Linked DNA regions of Salmo salar: region 2 is linked to region 1. Evidence: chromatin contacts called from public Hi-C data. All regions are on one chromosome and are shown on one strand. Each heading gives the region's core, a stretch centred on a gene start, on an enhancer-like site or on the middle of the called end of the contact. The rest is flanking DNA. Distances are from core to core; before and after follow the strand shown. Region 1 holds the start of LOC106562161 (ankyrin repeat domain-containing protein 11). Region 2 overlaps LOC106562161 (ankyrin repeat domain-containing protein 11).

The links. Hi-C and Micro-C count contacts between places; a contact is called where the count stands out from the background.
Region 2: a Hi-C map of muscle shows a contact between it and region 1, with 5 times the contacts expected there. The contact joins the enhancer-like site here to the promoter of LOC106562161 in region 1. A contact is called at or near these places in 2 of 3 Hi-C or Micro-C datasets (gill and muscle).

What each region holds. Positions count from the first base shown.
Region 1 is chrssa11:15,292,827-15,298,287 of Ssal_v3.1, reverse strand. It overlaps LOC106562161 (ankyrin repeat domain-containing protein 11), which reads right to left and starts at 2,610. Exons shown (of 14, transcript XM_014126847.2): 1 at 2,147-2,610. LOC106562177 (paraplegin) reads left to right here and starts at 4,868. Exons shown (of 17, transcript XM_045689073.1): 1 at 4,868-5,461. The coding sequence starts at 5,372.
Region 2 is chrssa11:15,333,905-15,339,365 of Ssal_v3.1, reverse strand. All of the region lies in intron 2 of LOC106562161 (ankyrin repeat domain-containing protein 11), which reads right to left. Among protein-coding and RNA genes, the nearest start is that of LOC106562161, 41 kb to the right of the region's middle. Within about 2 kb of position 3,040, at least 2 of the 13 cell types and tissues checked have an H3K27ac peak or open chromatin away from gene starts, as enhancers often do. A contact at or near this core is called in gill and muscle, where this site is marked.

The DNA.
Region 1 (5,461 bases), core at 1,361-3,860:
CAGAGCTATGACTCAATCCAATGGAAACGGTTGCCTGGGTATAAACATTGGTAATCTTTAGGTGAGCAATCTCTAAGCCCTGCATGCCACAACAAGTGTGGGGGCAATGCAGCTACTGCACACTGACCTCAGGGCAAAAGCGTAGAGAGAGGATGTGGTGGGACGAACCACAGACAGTCGCAGTACAGGCGTTATGCTGCGTCTTTCCTGCACTGCAGGTTTAGATAGTCGCACAGAGCAGCAACGTAAACACAGTAGAGGGCTGCAAGATGGAGGATGCACAGACTTGCGGAAGCCCTGCCACTCTCCTCTACACAAGACATAACATGCCAAACCGAGCAAGGCCGTCCAATCCAGACTGCCAGAGAGGCATTGTGAAGGGACACTCAATATTCCCCACTGAGATTTATATTTCTGCCCTGTTATTAGCCTGCCTGAAAGTGCTGAAGGTGTCACGTTACACACTGTGTAGGCAGGAGAGGGCACAGAAGGACCATGTCAAATAGTGGCACTGCCATGACCACAAATAGGCTAAAACTCAGGAGACTTGGGCCAGGACACAACAGGAACCACAGTCTCTGAACCTGTGTAAAAGAGGCTCACTTAGACAGCTGAAGACAGGGCACACCGGATGGCACAGATTGGCTGCCTTGAACAGGAAATCCCAGCTCCCAACACAGCTCCTGACCTCACTGACCCAGGCAGGACACAATTTCCTGTCTCAGGCTTACACACTACAACAGGACACTGTGGTGAAAATCTCCTTCTAGGCCATAAAGTTCTACAAAACCTCACCCTAAAGCTGAAACTACCGTGGGAAGTGTACCAAGCGTATACATCGCGTAATATGTGTTGTACCAGGGTACTTATTGATTTAATACATCCAGAGGCAAGTCGTATTTACATCAAAAAATGAAGAGGCAAGAAGTTGCAAAATAACTACAGAAACTAAGACATGAAATTGGCGCTTCCAACGTCTTGACAAAGGTGGTGGGGGATTACATGCATTGCTGCGTCTGCAATGAATTTCAACGTGAACGCCCAACAAGCTGAAGAGCTCAGAGTATCTCTGTAAGAAAATACAGCCAGCAGCTCCACTGCAGTGTTTTCAACAGAACTGATACTGCACCAAAACGTTATCAACCACAGTCTACTCCAAGTACAGTAGTCGTCTGTTAGGATTCTTGCCCTTCTTTTCATGCTCTCCCACAACCAGAAGTCAAAGCCTTACTGTTGTGACTTCTTGTTGACTTCATTTGCATACCATTCCGCAGCCACTCAAATGATAGAGCCTGTCAAGCAATGGTATTGGGACTACTATAGGAATTAACTCAAAAACACTGCACACCTGTATTACTTTGATGACAACCATAATGATATTCTTGTTAGGACAGAGTAAATGACACATTTCACAGTAACTGTGTTAATACATTACAGCAAAATATTCTAATCAAATGACAAATCCTGGATCTATGGACCATGAGTCGACTAGAAAACAAACACAAACACATTGCCAAAACGAGGAGAAGTCAAGCAACTTTGGAGAGCATTAATGGTCAATTATTACGAGGCAAGTCTTAGCTAATCTCACCACTGCATTACACATCAACATAACCAAATATTTCATTCCATCTCGGTGTATTTTTCCAAAAAGAAATATGTAGATGAGTTTCATGAAATAACGTCACTGGCAGTGATGCATCATCCCTTGAACACATGGTGTTATTCTTTTTAAACAACAACATAGATCAATCGCCTGAAGAGAAGTGTAGGCTATTACATGGATGGCACTGAAGCGTTTCAAATACATTTCAGAGAATATCCCAACTACCTATGCAACGAAATATCTAGCTATAACATCAACAGGATCTGTAGGTCAACAAACTACTCGCAGGCTAGTATGCCACGGTTTTCGCCTAGATTAAGCCCTTACTTGTCATCTTGCAAGTTAAACGCGTACTGTTACGCAGTTAGAATGCTGGACTGGGGGAGGGGTCAGCTAGCTTCATAACACATTTCTTCGACTCGAGCATGAAGCCATGTTATCTAGTTAGCTAGACAGCTATGGCTAACGGCATAACAAGCTAGTATATCTAGTTCACTAACAAACACAGCTAGCTAGCCAACTAATGTTATTGCGTCTTACCTTCAACAGAATCTGAGTTACGTCGACAAGCTTATCCCAGATATTCCTGTCCGATGCTTGTTTTTCCCATTTGAGGCCCTCTGGTTCAGCAATCTGCCGTCCGTAGACATCCAAGAAATACTGCAACCATCTCAGTTGAAAATCAGACAACTTGAAGCTAACGTTAGCAAGCTACGCTAGTTAGCTAGCTAATATTTGTAGGCTAGTGCTAAGTAACGTTAGCTTGCTAATTCCTGTACACCAACAATCGACACATACAGCTTAAAATCTTCTCGAAAACGTCCTTGTACAATTTTATTTTGTGACCATGGTCTGAAATGAAGCTTTGTATGCCCAGTAATCAAAACTGGAGCCTTGAAAGGTCAATTTAAAGTAGCTAAAAACGATATTTTGTTTCGGCTTAATCTTCATTAACTACCCCTTACAAACTGTTTCCAGACGGGCTTTGGCTTCGATATGGGGCTGAAGGAAAGAGAAAGATGCCAAATGAAACACTGATTGTGATTGGCTCTTGAATGTGGGCGGGTACTATTTGTGCACCGATGAAACTGGCGCCATTATGGATCAAATCAATGTACTAAATCTACATTGACACAATAATCTGAAGGCGCGAACATGGTTGACCGAGTACTTCAGTTTCCATGTTTGGGGACACATCTCCATTATACAGATGGGAGAAAAGCAAAGGAAATGGAGTACGAAGGCTGGGTGCACTTGATTGACCTCGCCCAGCGTGATGGAGTAAGACACCTCTTATCGTATTATTATTCACGTGAACAAACATATTATTGCACACTTAAATCTTATCGTACTCCTACTCATGATGTCAGTTGAACCATAGCACCTTTACAGATAACTAGCAGCCTAGTATGACCCAAATGTCCTGATCACAGGTAGGACAGGTCTGAATAGCCTATTTCACTTCCAAAACACTTTTTCTCAGTGCAATCATCACTACATGATTTCTTAACAACAGTCTCAATGTCATGTTGTTGTTGTTGTTGATGATCTCTGCACACTTTCAAAGTCAGACAGGTTTGGGTTGTTTGGTAATGCATATCGATTGCACCGATAGAATAGCGACCTCTGCTGGGCGGCAACATGACATGCACGGAGATGTAAGAAGAGCTATCATTGGTTAAGAGAAAAAATAAATATCTTGAATCTGTTTTCTCATTGGCTTATATAAATGTTCGTCACGGTGATGGGGTGAGCCTTTATTTTGACTCTTTCAGAGCATAATTTGTTTTTAGGTCCTCTACAATATTAAATGGACATACACGTTGTACTGCATGCTTTTAGGAGTTATTTTTGTGACATGCTTTGTAAACAACAGGTGTGGACTAAAAGTGAAATGCTTGCTTACTAACGGGCCCTTCCCAACAATGCAAAGAGAAAGAAAATAGAAAAATAATAGTAAATAGTAATGTAAAACACATAATACAAATAATAATAGATACACAATAAGTTGATGTGCAGGGGTACGAGTTAATTGAGGTAGATATGTACATATAACTAGAAATAAAGTGACAGATAATAAACAATAGCAGCAGTGTATGTGATGAGTCAAAAAAACGTTTGTGCAAAAAGAGTAAATGCAGATAGTTGGGTAGTTATTTGGTTAACTATTTAACTAATCGGTACCGCTATTTGGTTACCAATTTAACTAATTGTTACCACTTGTTGTATGGTAGCAGAGAGAACAGTTTATGACTTGGCTGGAGTCTTTGACCATTTTTAGGGCCTTCCTCTGACACTGCATAGTATAGAGGTGCTGGATGACAGGGAGCTCGACTCCAGTGATGTACTGGGCCTCACGCACTACCCTCTGTAACACCTTGCGGTCGGATGTCAAGCAGTTGCCATACCAAGCAGTGATGCAGCCAGTCAAGATGCTCTCAATGGTGCAGCTGTGGAACTTTTTGAGGATCTGAGGGCCCATGCTAAATCTTTTCAGCCTCCTGAGGGGGAAGAGGCGTTGTCGTGACCTCTTCATGACTGTGTTGGTGTGTTCAGACCATGAAAGATCCTTAGTGATGTGGACACAGAGGAAGCTCTCAAACCGCTCCACTTCAGCCTTGTATTAGGCTACCACCGAGTATATCATTTTTGGTATTACCTTAGTCTACCAGGCTATCAGATTGTATCAGGTATTTCTTAGGCAGGGCAGCTTTTGCAATCACAATGTCATGCACCAACCTTTATGAACAAGAAAACAACAACAAACCTTTCCAAGCTGTTTCACCATGATTTTACTGCTATAAGTCAAATATAAACACAATGTATCCTCTGGTGGATACTTTTGTAACTACAGCAGATAAGTCCATATAGACTTTATTTAACATACACGAGAGGCAGATACAGTAAAATACAATGATTTATCAGCGCACATAGCCAATAATACGTTTATTTTTGTATTTTCTGACAGTTAGCATCTATTCTATGGGCCATTTTATTTCAATGAACGTGTTTGCTGGATGTAAAAATTCTGCGCAGGTAGAACGCTCATGAAGCAACGTCGTGACGTAATCAGACAAGGGTTCAGTAATAACTTTTCTATATATATATTTAATGACAATAAATGAGAGATTTTCCGCAAATTGAAAGTTATGTCTATCTCAGCGTGAATATATATAATCAAATCAGATATATACATTATCTTTGGTCAAACGAACTATAGCTCTTGGGGTTAAAGTTCGAAGTTCAGCAAATACTTTTTAATTGCGTCAGGATAGGTATGTGCTTATCTGTTCTCGTGGTCAGCTGAACAAGGGATTTGACCCATTTAATTCACTGACCTTGCTGTAATGGTACAAATTCGTACCAAAACAGAATGATGGGTACATCTACATTTCAGAGCATATCAGAGGATTTGTGAACGAAATCTTGTCGTATAAGATGCAGAGACAGTTGTACATATACTGAGGACGGATCAGTGTGCGGAGTGATATGTCTTTAATGTAGCAAACCATCTTTATTATACTTGTGATGTTGAATAACAACAGTTAGCTAACTATTTAGTTAGCTTTTTTTGATAATAAAATACCGCGCTGACCACTACTGCAATCTCGAGCTCGAAAGCCCAATGTCATTACTGACGTTTGCTAGCCAGGTAGTGAATGCACTGTTAATGGTGACCATGTCAGTTTTTATTAGCTAGCCAGCTGTACTGTGGTTGTATTTAACCTGTGCGAACGTTAGGTAGGTAGCCTAGCTTTCAGTGTAATGGCAGCTCTGCGACGTGCCAGTTCTTGTAGAAGTTACAAGACCATAATATGGACCGTGTCAGGACGCAGCAACTGTCAATTTGTCAAC
Region 2 (5,461 bases), core at 1,791-4,290, 41 kb before region 1:
TCCTGACCACTTCTCATCAGACACCGATGGTGCGCCATAGTGGATATGACATGAACACTGAGGTGGAGAGAGCGAGCCATGAGAGCGTTCCTTCCTTCCTGCCTGCCTGCCTGCCTGGACAGACAGGCCCGCGAGAGGCATGGGAAGGGTTAAGTCTGAGAAGGCCCATCTGCTGTCTCGTCTGTTCCCCTGCTTGGCTCCGTCAGAGAGCATGGACACACAGAGACGCTCAGTGACTCGATCTCTCCCCCCGCTCTTTATCACCATCTCTGTGAACAGCTGAACAACAACAACTCAGTCCAAAACATCAATCTACTGCTCTGTTTCTCAGGATCTATCCATCTCGCCATGATACCAGCCCTAAGGGTATACTACAAAGCAGGAGCAATGAGTTAGCCAGATAACGTGCCTAACTATTCTGAAGTAACTCGTATTTTTAGAAAGATACGCTTGAAATGGGCATGGCCTAATTGACTCAACCAAAAACACATATGTAAGTCAAACCTTCTTAATGAACCATAAAAACAGCTATTTCATGGTTGTTTATCAAAGTTAGAAGCTAGCTCATTGATCCTTCTTTGTCGTACCCCCTCTGTAGTGAGAAGGTTCACTCCATCCAAGGGCACCAAGAGCTTGACAGGGCAACACATTGTGTTTACATAAGAGGTATATGGAAAGCACAGATCTTTACATTCCTTTTATGTAAAGAGTTTTTGTATAAAAAAAACAAAAAACAGACCCAGTCTAGAAATCATGTTTACATAATATAACAAAGCACTTTAAGCGATAACCCCCCATTTGCAAAAATGGAAACTTCAAGTGAGGGGGGGGGGGCGGAACACATCTTCACATACAACAGCAATTACAATTTCAAGCATGAATTCTCCCCAGCATACAAGCCTGGGCGGATTCAGAGCTGATTCCAGTCGACCAGCTGGAGTGAATCAAAGCCAGGAGCAGGGAGGGGGCACACACACAGGGCCCACATTAAGTATCTGCTGTCTGTCGCCGTGAGGCCACTGATAGAGGAACACCTGGATCCGGAGAGAGAGCAGAGAGAAGCCCAGGCCTGCTTAACCCTCTATGTTTCTCTGCATGCACGGGCCAGGACACAGCGCGCAGTACAACAGGCAACAAAAACAAAATGCCTTGCACCCCTACACGCCTCGCAACAGAACAGGAAACACACACAAACACATTCTTGTAGGTTTCATCCAGATAGCACTAAGTCGTTTAAAACAGGCAGGCACACTAACATTGTGTGGGTGGGTGGGTGGGTGGGTGGGTGGGTGGGTGGGTGGGTGGGTGGGTGTGTGGGTGTGTGTGTGTGTTTCTGCTGCAGTGTGAGGGTAAAAGTCCAATGTGTGTTTGTGCGCAGTCAGCGCAAGAGTGTTAGAAAAACACAAAAAAAGGGTCAATGCAGGCAATCCGAGTAGTCATTTGATTAGCTATTTTAGTAACCTTGATTAACAGTCATATGGCTTGTGGGTAGAAGCTGTTCAGGGTCCTGTTTGTTTCAGACTTGGTGCACCGGTAGCGCTTGCTGTGCGGTAGCAGAGAGAAGTCTATGGCCTGGGTGGCTGGAGTGCAGAATTGCTCAGGATCCCCTAAGACTGCTGCTATCCACTTCAGCGCCATCATGATTTAACAGGACGCTGACGAGAGACCGGTCCAGCTGCTGAACTATAGGTCCTTGTTGTTCAGTCAGATACACTGCTAGTACCCACTGGCTTTACGTTAAGGCTTTACCACTCTGTGACAACAAGCATGTGGCTCACTAACCAGCACTGGACAACAGTGATTTGGCACAACCCAAACAAACCTCAACCACAAAAGAAGCCATAGGATTTCACTAAGAAAGCATATCAGTTAGCCTAGCAACTGAGCAGTTCCGTTCATTCAGACAATAAAGCCATTCCATCCCTGTACCAGCGACACGACACAAACCCACTGATTGGCCAGGGCTCCAATCAGTTGATTGAAAAAGGGGGAAAGTAATTTCACAGTTCCAACCAAGCCAAGTGGCCAAATGACAGGTGTACTAGAGGGAGCTCATTTGATGCTGACGTAACAGTCTTTTGTTGTAGCCCACACAGTGAACCACATAAATAATCACATAAGACAGATAGCTCTGACTCCGAGCAGAGCCCAGGACAGGGTAATACGACATTCAACAGCCTTTATGCAACCACAAGCAGGACAGGCCCATTGACCAGCCAATGACTCAATTTCTTGTTTTCGCATTGAATTATCACAGCAAGCAAAGGTCGCCCCTTCTGCCAAAGGGGGGAGAGAGGCATGCAGACGTACAGTGGGCTGGTGAACAAGGTCACACCATCCCAGGAGTGGTATTGGCTTACTACCAAGCCAGGGCTACTTGAAACCAAGGTCACAGTGCTCTGGCTGCTGGAGTGACAGCGGACTGAACCAAAAAGCAGAGAGCAGGATTGGGTTGCCACTGCCTGCAAGTGGGCTGGGCTGCCGTGCTACAGTTCTGTCCGCCCAGGCCCGAGCACTTTGCTCCAGGCTCCCCTGAGAGGTGGGCTGGGTGGGAAGCACAGGGAATTCAGATTACTGGAAGAAGAAAAAAAACAGTGTTTCCTGAAATCAGATCCTGCCTGACATAAATCAGAAACGGAGCCATTATGGCTGCCATTATGGTGAGAAACCAGAGACGAGGGAACAAGCTACTCCACTCATTCAACCTTTAATAAGTGGCTCCCTAAAATAGGCCCGTCTACTACCAGAGCACTCAGTGCAAGAGATTAGGCTGTGTGTGTATTTAATACAAACTCAATACATTCCATTCACCACTACAAGGGTATAGCTTACCCTGACGCTGTCAGGCTCCCCCCCCAGCACAGCCCAGGCCCAATGTTAGGGGTTCTGCCTAGTGTTGTTCAGCAGGCCCAGGCCCCATCACTGTGGCTGTCCGTGCCTCAGCTTCTGCTCTCCCACTCAACACTACATTAGCCTGCTAATCTCCAGCCCCATGCAAACAGCTCAGTCATCATGATCCCGAGAGGAGCGAGAGGGAGGGAGAGACCTGGCAGCAGTCAGGGGAAAAACCACAGCGTCACTCAGGGACGGGGGAGGGAGGGGATGGGGGAAGGACAGAGAAGAGGATAATGGTTGTTGTGGCTCCTCTTTCTGCCATCTTTCCCGCTCGCTCACTTCACCGATTTCTACATGGACACAATCATCTCAGAAATTGTACACAATAGCTGCAACTGAAATAGCAAGAAAAGTAATGCTATCCAAGCATATCTCATTGAGCTAATGTTTAGAGATAATTATTGATGGTGTTCTATAGATTTTAGAGCGTGATTCTCTATTTTCTCCATTGGTCATTTTAATATGGAGTACTTAATTCACACAGACATTGAAAGTAAAGTCAGAAATATATGAAAACCCTAGTGTTGTGGATTGAGAAGTAGGCTAGCTGCCCTGGACTTGGGCTGACCAGTCTGGTGACGTTGACAAATTAAGAGGTGAAAGGTAAGGCAGAAATAACCAATTTATCTGCACTAACTCCCATCACTCATATCAAACTGTCCTTTCCCATAAATACAACACTAACAAAGTGCAGAAGAGAACTGTGGTGTAGGCCTATTCACAGTCAGGCTGCTGAGCTGACACTGTACTCTACCAGTCAGATATAGCAAACAAATCCTTCATATTTCCATTCTCGCTCTACAGAGAAAGAGATGAAATGCGTTACACTACAAATAATCCAATTACAGTTTGAGCTGAAAGGGTCAGATATAGAAATAATGCACAATGTCTCCATGGCAATCCATGTTCTTTAAACCACCCAGCCAGAGTTCTAAATACCCTAGCAAACAGGCAGAAACACAGGCTGCCAGGAGACGCTGTGGGAGGGCCCCTTTAACTCACATTAGAACAAACACAATCATTTGTTCCACTGGGTTTTGCCCCCTCCCAGATTTGATGGGGGACTGTTTGATCCTGTGAGGAGACAAGGGGTGGAGGAGGTACAGTAGAGAGGCCCAGAGAGGGAGACACTGGGTGCCTGGCGGGTACATAGCACTGTTCAGAGGTTATTGTACTGGAGGGAGAGAGGCAGAGGGACAGTGAGCAGGCTAGGACCAGTCAATCTGGTCTCTTGGACCCTGATTGAACAGAACCACGTGAGGCCATTGTCTAGTCTTGTCTAATGCAACGCCGCTGTCATAGCTATTGGTTAAAGGCAAAGTAAAGAGGCTACTGTTATCCTGTTATTCTCAGCACTAAGCCAAAGCTCAGCTCTAAAATTAGACTTAAGATCTAAACACAGACTTAGTGTACGGACGACTCACTGATGGGAACTTGGCTCTGGAGAAGGGGAGGTAGAACATTTTAAAACATTCTGTCCCATCTACAAAACACCCAGCCAACTCCTCAGCATCCAGACACACACTGCAAATCTGACCATTTCAGAGTAGCATTGGCTATCTATCATCACAGCCAGTCCCCTCTACTCTGCAGTCAGTGTGTTGCTGTGGTGGGTGAGCTTGGTTCTGACAGTGTGTGTGGGAGTGGTGGGACAAACACTGGCCTGCCTGGCTGTCAGCAGCTCTGAGCCATACCCTTGAACAGAGCATGAGAATCAACCCTGACCTCCGAGCAGCACATTCTTTTCAAGCCAGCAGCATAACATCTCTTCATTAAAAAATGGATACATCCTGTTCTCCGCTTACACACAAACTGCATTCAAAGCAATGTTCTCTTTTGACATATTGAAGATTGAAATATTTTTCCTTCCCATCTCTTCTCCCCATCACTTCATACCTCACGGGAGAGCGCCCTGTAGTCGGCACTTACAAACTATTTTCTATGTAGCTGGCACTATTTGTCCTTTTCATTCTCACACCTAGATAGTAATTTCCAAAGCCCAGTGTGCCGCTTGCCCAACCTGCCATCAAAAACCATTTCAGTGGCAGAGTCGGACGTGGCCCCCTGTACCTTCCTATTACTACGGCTACCTCCAACTCCTCCAGCAGCAGCGGGGCTTCGCCTCTAAACCTGTGCCATCTGCAAAGACAAACACACAATACAACGTTTCTGCCATCAAGCCATGCCCAAAGGTCAGTGTTTCAGCCCGTTTGTCAAAGGGGTTATATTTGATTGGAGCTGGTGATCGCACACTTCCGAAATCCGCATTTATAGTTGTGTCCTGTGAGTGGACAGACAGAAAGACAGCTGAATGCTACCTGCTGCCTAGCTACCGTGGGTATCGCCGATATGTAATGACTCCAAATCGGCATTACGGTCTTGCTAATGGAAAACGCTGCCATGTATCTTTCAACTAACCTGCATTTGGCCATACTTGGTTATCGATTCGGGAAATATAGTATCTTATAAACACTTGTGTCCAGCTGCATGTGGTTCTACCCCCCAAAAAAATCGGAAAGTTTTGCGCTGCCCGAGTAGGTTCCTCGCCATCTTAGCTGCCGCACAT